Linked DNA regions of Mus musculus: region 2 is linked to region 1. A link is a contact called in public promoter capture Hi-C data. All regions are on one chromosome and are shown on one strand. Each heading gives the region's core, a stretch centred on a gene start, on an enhancer-like site or on the middle of the called end of the contact. The rest is flanking DNA. Distances are from core to core; before and after follow the strand shown.

What was found. Promoter capture Hi-C pulls out the DNA fragments that hold promoters and counts their contacts.
Region 2: a contact with region 1 is called in a promoter capture Hi-C map of liver, with 2.4 times the contacts expected there. The contact joins the promoter of Zhx3 here to the enhancer-like site in region 1. A contact is called at or near these places in 11 of 39 promoter capture datasets (the 3T3-L1 cell line, 3T3-L1-derived adipocytes, the HPC-7 cell line and 6 more) and 1 of 9 other capture datasets (liver).

Annotation. Positions count from the first base shown.
Region 1 is chr2:160,335,191-160,341,856 of GRCm38.p6, reverse strand. It overlaps Gm46773 and a transcript of Gm826 not described here. Among named protein-coding and RNA genes, the nearest start is that of Gm826, 11 kb to the right of the region's middle. Within about 2 kb of position 2,161, at least 5 of the 459 cell types and tissues checked have an H3K27ac peak or open chromatin away from gene starts, as enhancers often do. A contact at or near this core is called in liver, where this site is marked.
Region 2 is chr2:160,868,598-160,875,514 of GRCm38.p6, reverse strand. Zhx3 (zinc fingers and homeoboxes 3) reads left to right here and starts at 2,525. Exons shown (of 4, transcript NM_177263.3): 1 at 2,525-2,724. Gm35129 (a long non-coding RNA gene) reads right to left here and starts at 2,517. Exons shown (of 3, transcript XR_866921.2): 1 at 84-2,517.

The sequences.
Region 1 (6,666 bases), core at 912-3,411:
GTGTGTGTATGCATGCACGAGTTGTACCTGTGCATACAGGTACCCATGGAGGCCAGAAGAAGATGCTGGATTCCCTGGAACTGGAGTTATAGGCAATTGTGAGCTTTTATGTAGGTGCTTTGAATTGAACGTGGGTCCTCTGGAAGAATAGCCAGTGCTCTTAGCTGTTGGGCCATTTCTCCAGCCCTCTTTGGTCTAGTCCTTACATATCTGCAAAACAAGGGCCTTCTAGACTTTGGAGTCATTAGATCTGGGATACAGTTTTTTTTTTTTTGACTATTCATTCATTCATTCATTCATTCACTTAATCACATATTCAACAGAGTGTTACTGTACATCTGATTCTATGTTCCAATCCCTGGGAATTAAATGGAGAGAAAAGGCAGAGTGGCACCTGCTTCTCACAGATTCCCTGTAGGCATGCCCACTGCCTTCCAGAGCCTTGAATTCCTTTGCTCTGATTTCCTTGGGAGCCGATTAAGTCATGAGGTACTGGGAGGCCCCTGGTGCTTGCTAGGTGCTTGCTAGGTGTTTGCTAGGTGCTTGCTAGACTTTGCCCTGTCCTCAGCTTCTTCTGTGAACTATGATCTTCGTCTGGGGCCTTGGGAGGTTTCTGGTCTCTTCCCTTAGACACAGGGGAGATGGAAGTCACTGTCAGCTGCTACTGAGGCTGGTAGAGGGGGTCTTTGTGTCTGTTTTCTTTTGCACAGGTGCACACACACACAGCACGTACATCAATATGGTGTGGTCAGATGTGGCCTGGCTTGACTGCACAGGCTGTTCTATTACCCATGGTCAGCCTTCCCTTCTGTGTGGGCCAGCTATAGCATAGTGAGGAGTTCCAGAATCCCCCAAACACAGCATAGCCTTAGGGTAGAGTGCTCAGTATCTAACCCAAGGTGGCTGAGGCCCAGACATGACATACTTTACCCAGTTTCATGTGGAGCTTTGAAGCGATGAGATGGGGGGGCTCAGAACTCTAGGACAAAAATGACCTAGTACGGCCCAGGTCTTAAACTCAATAAGAGAAAGAGTGAGGAGGTCTCTGAAGGGCAGGTGGAAGGCTATGTTAGAATTCAAATAGCCTGTTTGAAATTATTAATAATTTCATAAAACTTTGGAGTGCCAAGCCTCAGAAAACAGTGGGTGTGCTTTATGTTAAAGCTTGAGACTTCCCAAAAGGACATGGCTTAAAATTAAGTAGGACAATTGCAATTCGGTTTTTTTTTTTTTAAAAGATCAAACACAAACATATTATAACCTTGGGTTTTCACTTAATATCCTGGGGCCATCCAAGTAGTGTATAGGCATCTGGGAAGTGTTACTGTCTTGTGAGAAGGGAAAGTCCTGTTATAGTAATGACTGGGCAAGGGGTGGTGGCCCAGAAACAGAGAAGGGAGCATCAGAGTGGGGAAGCCACCAAGAGCTCCAGGAACGAGAGGGGACCCACAGGTCACAGCTCTCGGGAAGGAGGGAAGAAAAGTCCACAGGTCACAGATTGGGACTTTGTGCTGGAGGAAGTCACATGGTGGGACATGCTCGGCTCCTTCCCAGGGTCCTCCAGCCCCACCCCTGCCCTGGGGCTTTTCTCTAGTCACACTGTCCACCTGATACGCCCTAGAAAACCTCTCAGGTCTCTTGACTGAACCTCTCCCAGGCTATTCTCTTTGCTGGCAGTCTTCTGCCTCTGCTATCATCCATGTCAGATGCACACAGACTCAGAGCATCTTAGGTCTACCCTGCTCATGTACTGAGTATAATTTGCTGCTCCTTAGGTGTGGGTTTCCATTTTTCACTTAAAATGTTTGGTCTGATGTCCATCTGTTCTGCAGGACCAAATGCTAAGGGCAAAGCCTGCCTGTCACCCTGTCCCTAGCACTAGGACAGGCACAGACAGATATAGCAGCAATACAATAACTCCTGAGGAAGGACGAATGGCTGCCAATGGTTCATGCCTTCACCAACTCTGCAGCCAATGACCTGGGCCAAATGAGAACTTTCCAATGGTCCATGAGAGCTTTGACTTTGGACTCCATGTGCATTTCCACGGTCAAGTCCAAAGCATTGGGAAATAAGAGCCTGTGTCGTAAGAAGGTGTCCTGGTGACGTGGGTGCCGCTGCCCAACACACCTCCCACAGCTTGCTGTTGTCAGACAGCATCCCTTACACTTTGCTCACAGACTCTGAGGGCAGGGACAAGTGAAGGACACCAGGGGACAGCTCCTTTCTGCTTTGTAATATTTGAGCAGCTCAGCTGGGATGACTACAGTTCTGGGAATGGGGATCCTCTTCAAGACGCTTCTTTGCTCCCGTGTCTGGGATCCAGGCTGTTGTGGCTCAAGGCTGAGGTTGCAGGATTATCATCTGAAGCAGCACACATGGCCTCAAGTGGTTTCAGGGTAGTGGGGGGTTAGGGTTTCTGAGTGGCAGCTTATGCTTCCAAGTGCTCTATGCTGTAACGTGGAGGTCGGTCGTATGGCAATGGAGCCTCACTTCTGTATTCTGGTGATCTGAGGTTTCCAGCTTAAGGAGAAGGACCACAGACCCCAAATCTCAAGGAAACTCTTGTCAAACTGCTATGGATAATTTATGCATGGTAGATCTCTGGCATCAGGTTGGCATACGATCATTCAAAAAAAAAAAAAACCGGATGAACAAACCTATTTCCCATTCAGTTTTTCACCTCTGTTACGAACATTCCAATTAGCTTTGCAAAAAGGGAAGAGGTTTGGTGTTTCACAGTCCAGGGTTCAAATCCTAATTTTATGACTGTATCCATGGGCTCTTGGGCAAGTCACTTGGACCGACCCACTTGAAACTCACCCATTGATGGCCTGATACTGTAGTGAGTTAGTGAGCTACTGGAGAAGCTTGCAGCCTGGTGAGAGCCCAGTGATGGCTTCCTATTGTGCTCATCTAGGCTCCTCCATGTAGGGAGAGTCGGAATAAATGGCTCTCAAACGGTCTTCCTGGATTTAGGCCAGCCACGACCAAAAGGGATCCAGTTTATGTCCTTGCGTTAGTTGCTAAGTTAAGGACCCGGAGACACAGAGAGAACCCTATTATCAGTCCTGGGGGCATATGTGTCCAGGGGGCAAGGGAGGTGGAGGGAGGCAGCTGGGTGACGAATATGCTTCTGGAGCAGTGTGTGGTGGGCCACAGATCTCCTGATCTGTTCTTAGTTATTTATACAGATTCAGTTAAAATCTGACAGCTTTCTGACTTGAGAAGATCGCAGGAAGAATCAGCACACGAATAAGGCAGAAGCAAGCTCTTAGCTGCCTCCTAATGTGACCTAATGCTTAAGAACTGTACCATTTTCATGTATAATCTCATTTGATCACACCAGTATCTTTTTGAGGTAGGTCCTTGCATTGATTCCACTTTACAGACAGACACAGAACCTCAGATAAACAGAGTGAGTTGACCAGCCCCTCCTGGTGTGATCACCTCAAGAATACTGATGCGGCCCCCAACTGTTTGCACTGAAGCAAAGGGTCCCAAGGGGTTAGTGAGGCACATCCTGTTCCGTGTGGCTCAAATGTCTTGGTGTTGAGTTCTCATTCAGTTCGGACATTAGACTCCCTCCAGGAGAGGGAAGGAAAAAGACTTTGAAGATCCTGTGTAGGGTCTCAAAACCAGATCCTATGGGAGGGCATTGCCTGACATCATAGAGGGAAAGCTGATTATGGGGTCAAGAGCATCTATGCTTGCTGAGCGGCACTGGGAAATGGATCAATGGCTTCCAATGACCTGCAGAGTGATATTAGCCAGTTAGAGCTGTCTGCGACCCATCAGGTCCCTTTAACTCCTTCCACTAGTGGAGCTATTGTACTGATCATGCTTCTTTTAATCATGTTTTCATCTGAAATTTGAAGTTGTGCCACTGGCCCAAGGCCATACTGTAGTGGATGGAGCTGAGATTTGAATCCAGACCTCTGACACTGATTCAGCTCTCATTATCTATGTATGGCGCTTCCAGGGAAAGATGGCCCCTGGAATGTCTGGCTAACGCTGGTGAGAGCAAAGGTGTCCCTACTCTCTGCCTCTTCCATCTTTTCCCAGCTGGAAGTAAAAGAGTAGAGTTCCCAGACTACTGATGGGCTGGGGGAACTGCCCCAAGTGGGATATCAATTTGGTTAGCCACATGTTCCTCTGTGGCAAGAATGAGGGGAGGCCCTGGGAAGATAGCTATAAACAAGGCAGGACAGATGCAGGTAGAGTCCATGGTAGTGCCGTGTTCTGGGCTCTGATAGACGTAGGCAATGTGGACGACCTCTTTGTCTTCCCTGGACCTCATATATTCTCCCACTTCCAACTGCCTAAGTCTACACTGTCAGTGTTGATGACAGGCTAAGGATTGATAGTCACCAGGAATGGCCCCCAGCTAGTGAGTGACAGCCTAGTGGATTTATACCCAGGGGACTCAGATGCATGCTCTGCCTCAAATCACAGCAAAGCAGACTTCTGGCTGCCCATAGTGGGAAATTTGCTGGTACACTGAACTTGGCCCTTCTCTGTACAGTCTGCCAGGGGGACTGGGGAGGGACTCAGAGATGGACGGCAAACTGCTCTGTGTGTGTGTGTGTGTGTGTGTGTGTGTGTGTGTGTGTGTGTGTGTCTGTCTGTCTGTCTGTCTGTCTGTCTGTCTGTCTGTCTTAAGGCTTCTATTACTGTGATAAAACACCATGATCAAAAGCAACTTGGGGAGGAAGGGGCTTATTTTAGCTTATGGTTCGGCATCACAGTCCATCACTGAAGGAGTCAGGGCAGGATCTCAAACAGAGCAGGGACCTAAAGCTGATGCAGAGGCTATGGGGGGAGTGCTGCCTACTGGCTTGTTCCTCCTGGTGCATTCAGTTTGTTTTCTTATATATCCCAGGACCACCTGCCCAGGGGTAGCACTGCCCAAAATGGGCTGGTCCTCCCACATCAAAGTTCAATCAAGAAAATGCTCTACGACTCACTGTTAATCCTATAGAGGCAGAGTTTCTTAATTCAGATTTCTTCTTCCCAAATGACCCTACCTTGTGTCAAGTCAAAAGTGAAACTAACCATACAAGGTCTGTGAGTCAGAGATGGGGGCAAAATCGACCCTCAAAAGAATCTAAAGTAAGTCCTCAGAGTGCGTGGGAGTCAGCCGGTGGAAGGGGAGACAGGGATGGAGAGCAGAGAGACAGATGCTCAGGGGAAGTTAGTCCGGAGGAACGTGAAGACTCAGTGCATCCAAGTGTGGTGGAGTGGGGTGAAATTGTGAAGCTGAGGCTGACCATAGGAGCTACAGAGGACAATCTGTGCTTCACCTTAGCACCTTGGGCAGACACGGAAGACTCGAGGCTAGGGAAGTTTGTGAAAGATTTAGAAGCCAAGACGGCGTTTGCTGGGTTCAGCTGAGCATGCTCTAGAAGCTCCTTCTGGGCAGGAAGGAAGAGAGTGTGTTGGGCCAGTTCTCCTTCAAGGAACTTCTTCTTGCTACTGGTCTTCCCTCTTAGGAACCCATAAAGTCGGGCACTGTGGGTAATTATAGGCTTAAAGAGGCCCAGGGCTGGGAGTCTGAAGATATGTGGGGAGTGTGCTGTGGACAGGAGCCAGAGTGCTGGCCTAGCTGCAAGTGAGGGAATGGGACACCCAGACACCCAAGGTCCCCATAACGTGTCCCAGAGCAGGTCCATTTACAGGCATCTAAGGATGGAGCTCAATGTTGCCACAAGCCAGTCACCAATACTCTGGTCCTAGTTTTTTTTTCTCAGGGTTTGTTTCTGTGGTTGCTGAGGTAGGTTCTTGGTACAGTGGATGCTTTCTTTTGGAGTTCTTGGTCTCAGTGGGTTCTGCATGGTGAAGAAAGCTATGTTCTTCCAAGGCAGAAGTGCTTCCCAGGCATTTTGAATAGGCTGCCTGGGGTTTCCTTCTTGTCATGTCCTCTACCTTCTTCACTTAAACCCATTTGAGAAAGACAATCCATGTGGCTTGAAAACTTCATGAACAACGGAGACTAGAGCTGGAAAGATTTGTATTTGAATTCTCCTCTTCCCACCCTCTGTATCTCTCCTGGAAAAAGTTCCTTTTGCTCAGGAAGCCTCAGTTTTCTCATCTCTGCAATGGGATGACAACACCCATTGCAGGTTAGTTGGGAGCACCAGACTTAATGGATAGGTGTTAATACGTAACAGCCATGAAGTCAGTATTTTGACTATGCCATTCCTCCTTACCCTTGTTTTAAAGATGTACAAAGACATACAAAGCCTTCCCAGGGCTACTTCCCACACTCCGTTTATGGGATAGATGATCTTAAAGAAGATGGAAACAAGACCCAGACAGACGGAGGGTCTTGTGAAAGCCGCTCTGGCTAATTAAGCTCTGTTTGTAGTTCTTTGGCAAAGCACAATCATTTGTTAGCTCTAATTAAAAGAAACTATAAAAACAACATAGAACCCAACTGAATGTTTGGAAGACAGAGGGTGGGGGATCAACCCTGTCTCATGAGGTTGGCAGCCTAGCAGTGCAGCAAGGACCCAGCTCATCCATGCTGGTCTGGACCACAGTGCCACAGTGCCACAGTGCCCTGTTCCCCATTCCAGATGAACCATTATCCCGTTAATGGTTTCCTGTGATGTCATCAAACTGCCACTGAGTTTTGCTTTCATTTTCCCCCAGCTTAAGGTTCTG
Region 2 (6,917 bases), core at 1,276-3,775, 530 kb before region 1:
CCTCTGCCTAGACTCACTTCCAGTCATCTCCCCAGGCTCAGCTTCCAGCTTCCAGTGTTATTGGGAGCCCTTCCCCCACTCACCTTCATTGTTTCTTTGGCCCTTTGGATGTTTGTTCTCTCCACTGGTACTGGAGATGGAACTCCAGGGCTTGGCTATGCCAGGGCAAGCACTGTATGCCCCCAGTAGCAAGTCTCTCTTCTGCCTTTAATTTTTATCTTGAGATAAGGTCTTGCTAAAGTTGCCAAGGCTGGCTCAAACTTGTGGTCCTTCTGCCTTAGCCTCCTGAGTATCTGGGATTACATGTAAGCACCAGCTTACTTGCTCCATACTGGTAATTATACCCTCTGTGCTATGTTTACCAAAGCAGTTGGCATTTGCATATTCTCCTCCAGAACTGCAGCGTGACATGTCTGTCTCTTCTGAAATATGGAGCTCTTTGGCATCTGGGAGACTGTCTTGCTTACGTCTTCATCTCTCAGAGTGCCTAGGTGAGACGAGGTACTTGGAAAATTGGTTGAATAAATAAAAATAAATTGGAGTACAACATATCTTATATACTCATTCATTCAAGAAATATTGAGTGTTTGAACATGTCTGCCCATGTTCCAGATGCTGAAAATAAGCAAAACAAACATTCCTGCCCTGAGGGACATGAAAGATAGGAGAGGTTATACAGGCCAGGCAGAGAGGCAAAGCACAGAAAAGGGAGACGGCATGGTGAGGGTGGGACTTGATATCCATCAAAGGAAATACCTTTTGAATAGAAATGTGAAGTGAGACACATCTTCCCGATGCTCAGGAGAACATATCCTAAGTGCAAGAGTCATTCATGTTCCAGGGGCAGGAAGGAGGCTGGTGTGGCTGGCTGAGGCAAGAGGAAGAAGGAAATGCGCTTAGTTAGAAAAAAGGTACAGATTGCACGTGATCTAGGGGTCCCTGGAATAAAGGCTGTTTTTTAAAAAAATAATGTGCCCAAGATAGAAACCATTGGGTTTTTTTTTATAAAAAAATGATTTATTTTACATTCTAATCGTTTTCCCTTCCTTCCTCTCCTCCCCCCCAGCCCCCAGGAACATTATTTTGGCTTAGGCTTTAACAAGATCCCAGTGACTGCTGTGTTGACTACAGGCTGGAATGAAGGAGAGCAGGTAGGGAAGATGCTATTGCAGTATTCCCAGCATGCAGATGTCTAAAGGTGGGGCTGGCAGGCTGGCTAATGGATTAAGATGGCTATGATTGGAAGAGAGGAGTGAAGGGTGGCTGAGACCTTTGGCCTGATCATTAAAAACAAAACAAAACAAAACAAAACAAAACAAAACTGGGCTTGACATGAACTGTATGTAATGAGGAAGATTGTGTAATAACCATATGCAGTGTGTTAAGGTACAAGTTCTAGTGTTTGATGCTGGACATGTTAAGTTTGACACATTGCTCACACTTAAAACATACATTTACTAACTGTGATAAATTCAGCTTTTTTTGTTTTGCTCTTTGAGACAGGTTCTTACTATGTAGTCCAGACTGGTTTGGAACTTGCTTTGTAGCCTAGGCTGATCCCAAACTTGCAATCCTCCTGCTTCAGCCTCTTTCAGTGAGATTATGGGTGTAGACCATCTTATACACAGCAATAAAGTCAGCCTCATTTGCTAAACACCAAGATAACGTGCAAGAAGCTTTATATAGACTGCCATTTAATCTTCTCACTCATTCTATATAATCCTAACATTTTGTTGCCTTTTGTGGATGAGCAATTGTGGCCAGTTGATATTCGATATAAGCTAATTTGGGGTTGGGACCCGCTCAGTCTTCAGAGCTCTATTTGTCAATCTGGATCCGAAGCAGTAGGGGACCACTTTCTAAACATATTTGCCACAGATTTAGGTTCTGTTGTGAAAAGGTGCCTGGAACAGGAACCAAGATTTTTAATTCCAGGCCAACAGCAGCTGTGAAAATGTACATGAAGGGAGCAGGTGTTTGAAAGCGCCACTATCCTAAGACAGTGTTAAAGAATCGGAGATCATGCCTTCGTTTCGGCCGCTATTTCTCTGAGTAAACAAGATACTAGAACCTGCCGTGAACCCTTAGTGGCGTTAAAGCAACTCCCAAATGTGGCTAATTTGGAAACACTGCACTGGAGAGAGGGCGCATGGGTCTGGGACCCTTGCCCAGACTACATCCTTTTGAAAGTTTAACCTCGTGTGGCCTTCCTTAGGTGGCCCTCAAGAAAGACCAGGATACGGAGCACAAAGGCCGGGAACCGCTTAGGGCCTCAGCATCCGCTCAGTTGTCCGCCTCCCCTGCCCCCGTGGCCCCCAACACAGAGAACGCTGGCCCGCAGCCGAGCTGCGCATGCGCTCTGGGTAAGGTCCGCTCCCCGCGACGTCAAGGGGCTTGCGCCCGTTCCCAAAGCCCCGCCTCCTAGCGCCTGAGGCGACCCGGGCGGGGGGTGGGGGGTGGGGTCGAGCCACGCCCCCAGCCGAGTCGAGGAGGGCCGACCGGAGCCGAACGCCTCCGAGTGCCACCGAGCTCGGCCGAGCGGCCGGGAGTCAGTTGGTGCTGCTCGTCTTCGCCCCAGAAGCAGTCCGTGGATCTGGCGTCGCCACCGCCGCCGCCGCCGCCTCCGCGGGGCCTGTGCCGGCCGGCCGCCCACCAAGGAAGGAGGGAGGCTCGCGGCGTGGGGAGAGCAGCGGGGGCCACGGGTGCCGCCGCCGCCGCCGCCAGGTGAGCGCCCGCCGAGGCCCAACGTCCCCAGAGCTGTCAGTCCCGGGCGTCTGTGTGTCTCCCCGCCTGTCAGCCCCTGTGTGTCTGCGAGCGCCTTCCCGCCAGGCCCGGCTCCCGCCCGGCCCTGTCAGCCGCCAGCACCCCCGCTCCGAGCGGCCCCGCCCCTTCCCCCCGATGTCCCGCCTTCCCCATCTGTCAGCGCCGCGCTCGCTCGCCGTGGGCTCCACGCCCGGGAGTCCAGGGTCTGGGTGGTCGCGCGGGACAGAGTTGCAGAAGGAGCCGAAGCGGGCCGGAGGTGGGGGGCCTGGCCGTGGGTGCGTGTGTCCGCATCCCGCGGGCGGCTGGCGAGCGGCTGGCACCGGTGCGTCTGGTGAAATGAGCGTCGGGACTCGAACCACTCCGGGGTACAGTGGAATCCTCCTTGCCCACGCGGAAACACCCGGGTTCTGGGATATCCAGATGGGCGTGTGAGCAGAGTTTGGGACCTGGGAAGCCTCTCCAGTTTGGGGTTTTCATTCAGAGAAACCTGTTGGAAGTGATTGGGGAGTGGGTGGGGTGTGGGGCTTAGGGTGCAAAGTACCTGAGAGCTTGAGGCATTCTGAGTTGTGTGGCTTGCATTTGTGAACAGTGATTGCCAGGGTAGTGTGTCCTGTGAGAAACTGTTATGTGACGCGGGTGGGGGTGGGGGTGTTAGAGAAGGGAAGGCATGCTCTTTTCTGCCTTTCTGGATGTCATGCCAACACATATATTTATCTAGATAGCCTAAAATGTTTATTCATGAGGCATCTACACATTTTTTTAATGAAAAAAAAGAGTACGGCACTTTTCATATATATATATATATATATATATATATATATATATATATATATATATATACACATACATACACACACACACACACACAAACACACATGGTCTCGTATGTTGCTATCTTGATTTATTTTTTTGTTTGTGGTAACGTAGCATCACAATATTTCAAAACTAACAGAAATGTGTTCTAAAATAATTGGTAGCTTGCCGGATAATTCTCAACCGAGGAGAAAAGATCCAAAAGCACACTTCATTAGCTGGAACAACTGATTTCGGGCTTAATTTGCTTCTAAGAGACATACAGTGGAAAAATCCAGAAACAGCAAAGAATGTATCAAAGAGACTTAGGAAATGAGCAAAAGGGCCTTTGTATGTGTGTGCCTTGGAGAGATGGTATCAAAGCAGCTTTAAGGGACAGGGCTGCTGTGTAATGATAAACATATTAACCAAGTTGGTTTTGTGACCTTGATACATTGGGCCATGCTTGATTTGTGCAGTGGTTCATGACAGGCAAACATTGCGTGGGAAGTGTGGTAATTTTTTTGGAAAAGAAAAAGTTCCCTATGATGGTTTTTTCCCTCAGTTGAAGTGAGATTTCAGACTAGTTGTGTCCAAAATTGGGATGTACGGGGTGTGGTGTGGTGTGGTGTGTGTGTGTGTGTGTGTGTGAGAGAGAGAGAGAGAGAGAGAGAGAATGAGCATGTGTGAGCACTTGTGTATGGGTGAGCATCTCTGTTTTTCTGTCTCTGATTTATTTTTAAGGCAGAAAATTTGAGTAACAAACGCGTAAGGGAAAAAATCCTCATAATTTACAAACACTAGTAAACTAGTTTGGCATTTATCTTTTTCAGTCTTTTGCTCCCAAGTATATGTGTTTTCTTTTTTCTCTCTCTCAAAGTGCTACCAGCCTATATGAGTTTTATCGTATACTTTTCCTTCCATTTATAAATAGATTGTGAGGGGTATGTCTTGCTTTTATGAGCAATTATTTTCCCTTTAAAAACTTTTAAAAAAAAGAAGAAGAAGAAGAAAAGAAATCCAGGTCTCAAGAGTTGTATGCTTGCAGCCCTCCAGTAACTTCTCCTGCAGTCCTCTCTATGGCCTATTGCGCTGCCTGTCTCCAACCTGGCCAAATCAGTCTCAGCTTTTTAAGAACTTCAGTCATACTCCAGCCTCAGCACCTCTGCATTTATGCTTCTTCTGTGTACACAGCTGGCCTAGATACTGTAAAGTTAAGATGGGTTTCCTTAACTTTAGGTCTTCAGGATTTCCCAACAACTCTACAAGATCACATCACCCTCTGCTGTACTTAGCACCACTTGGTAGTATTTATTTGTTGGTTTATTGTCTGTCTCCTTTGCTATCTAACCAGCTCGAGGCCTTGTTTCACTGAGTACCCTCAGGGTTTAGAACTGTTCCTGCTCCACTATAGGTATTTAGTATTTGCTCACTGAGTAAACAATGGATGCTAGTTGTCCATCTAGTCATGTGACATTGCTGGTAGACTTCTAAGTAGCTATATCATGAGGTGGAGTAACACATTTGTAAACTCTGCAATTTTCCTCTTGTTAATATATCTAGATGAACTTTACAAAGTGAGCCTTAGTATCTTGAAAAGAATGACAATCTTAGGGACTGGAGAGACAGCTCAGCAGCTAAGAGCACTGGCTGCTCTTCCAAAGAGGACTAGGTTCCATCTCCAGCACACACATGGACAACTATCTGCAACTCTAGCCCCAGGAGTCCAATGCCTTCCACTGACTTCTGTGGGTACCAGCAGAACAGTGGTGCACAGATATACCAAAGACAAAACATCCATACACATAAAAATAATAATAAAATTAGAAAGAAAGGCTGTAGAGTTGGCTCAGCAGTGAAGAACACTTATTACTCTTGAAGAAGATCAAGGTTTGAGTCCCAGCACCCACATGGCAGCTCAGAACCATCTCTAACTCCAGCCCCAGGGAGACTGATACAGTTTTCTGACCTCCATAACTACCAAGCACACATCTAATGCTCATACATACATGCAGACAAAACACTCATACACACAAAATAATAAAATCAATGAATCTTAAAAGAAAAGAAAAGACCTTGATTTAATTTGAACAGTTTTAAGAAGAAACATTTTTTGGCAAATGTTTTTTTGGCTTTTGGAGCAGTCTAAAGCGTCCCAGTTTGGTAGTTCTTAGCGGTAGTATAAGCCTTAAGAGCATAGTGAGCTTTTTGTGTCCACAGATACCCAAAGGTGTAATTACAGCCTTGATGTGTTTTCATCTGGGGGAGGGGTAGCTGTTATATTTACTTACTTTCTTGGCAGTTCTGTCCTTTTATCTCTCTGCTTATCAGTTTTGGATGGCTTTGGAGGTGCACACACTTGTTTTTTTTTTTTAATTTTATATTTAATCCTTGACCTTTGAGCAGTTTTCATCTCTTGTGTGACCTTTGAGCTGTTGGAAAGTATGGGCTTCGTCTTTCAGGAGAAAACAACATCTGTAGTAAATAGGGATGGGGAAAATTGTATTTTTGAGTGTAAAATAAAATTCTTATAGGTTTGAACATCAGATAGGCTACTTTTGTTTTTAGGGGGGAGTCTGTTTGAGTTTTGTGGGGGGAGATTTAATGTTTTCTCTGAACCTTTCCTAGAATAATACAGCCCAGAGACCTTAGAAAAAACTTTTGATGCTTATGTTTCAAATATGTAAGAACTTGGTTGTGTAGTATATATGTCCTAAATGGAAATTTTATCCTGCCTAGGGACTATAGGGAATATGTTGAAGTTTATTTATCAGTGGACTTTTGTTGCAAATGTATTTGCATGCAAGTCTGTGTGCTTTTGTAGAGGTTGCCTAATCCTATTCAGTTTTAGATTTCCATCTCTTCCTCTGAGACAGAGTCTTGATGTATAGCTGAAGCTGCCCTTGAACTCACTGTATAGCTTAGGGAATCCTTGAGCTTGTAATCCTCTAGCTCCAGTTTCCTAAATTCTGGGAATTAAAGCATGTAATCACCATAGCTCAATATTATCATTTCTTTTCTCACTCAGCTATTTCTCTTCTCTCATTATATTCCTATCCCAGTTATTCTCACCCAAGACTTTAATATGCATTACATGGAGACAACTCCCTCGTTAAAGCGTCTCCCCCCACCCCAACCAACTCCCTGCCTGAGGCTTGCATTTTCATCTATCAAACTTTCCTGTTGTCTTTGTTTGCTGCCTCATCTCAAACTTCACATGTCTACAAATTGCCTGCTCCCTCCACTCCTGTTTCATGATAACTTGGGTCCTTGTGTTTACTAACTAATCATCCTACAGATGAGCTAAACCCCAAACCCCCAATTTGGTCTTTCAGTCTCCTGCTCAAACTTCTACATCTGTT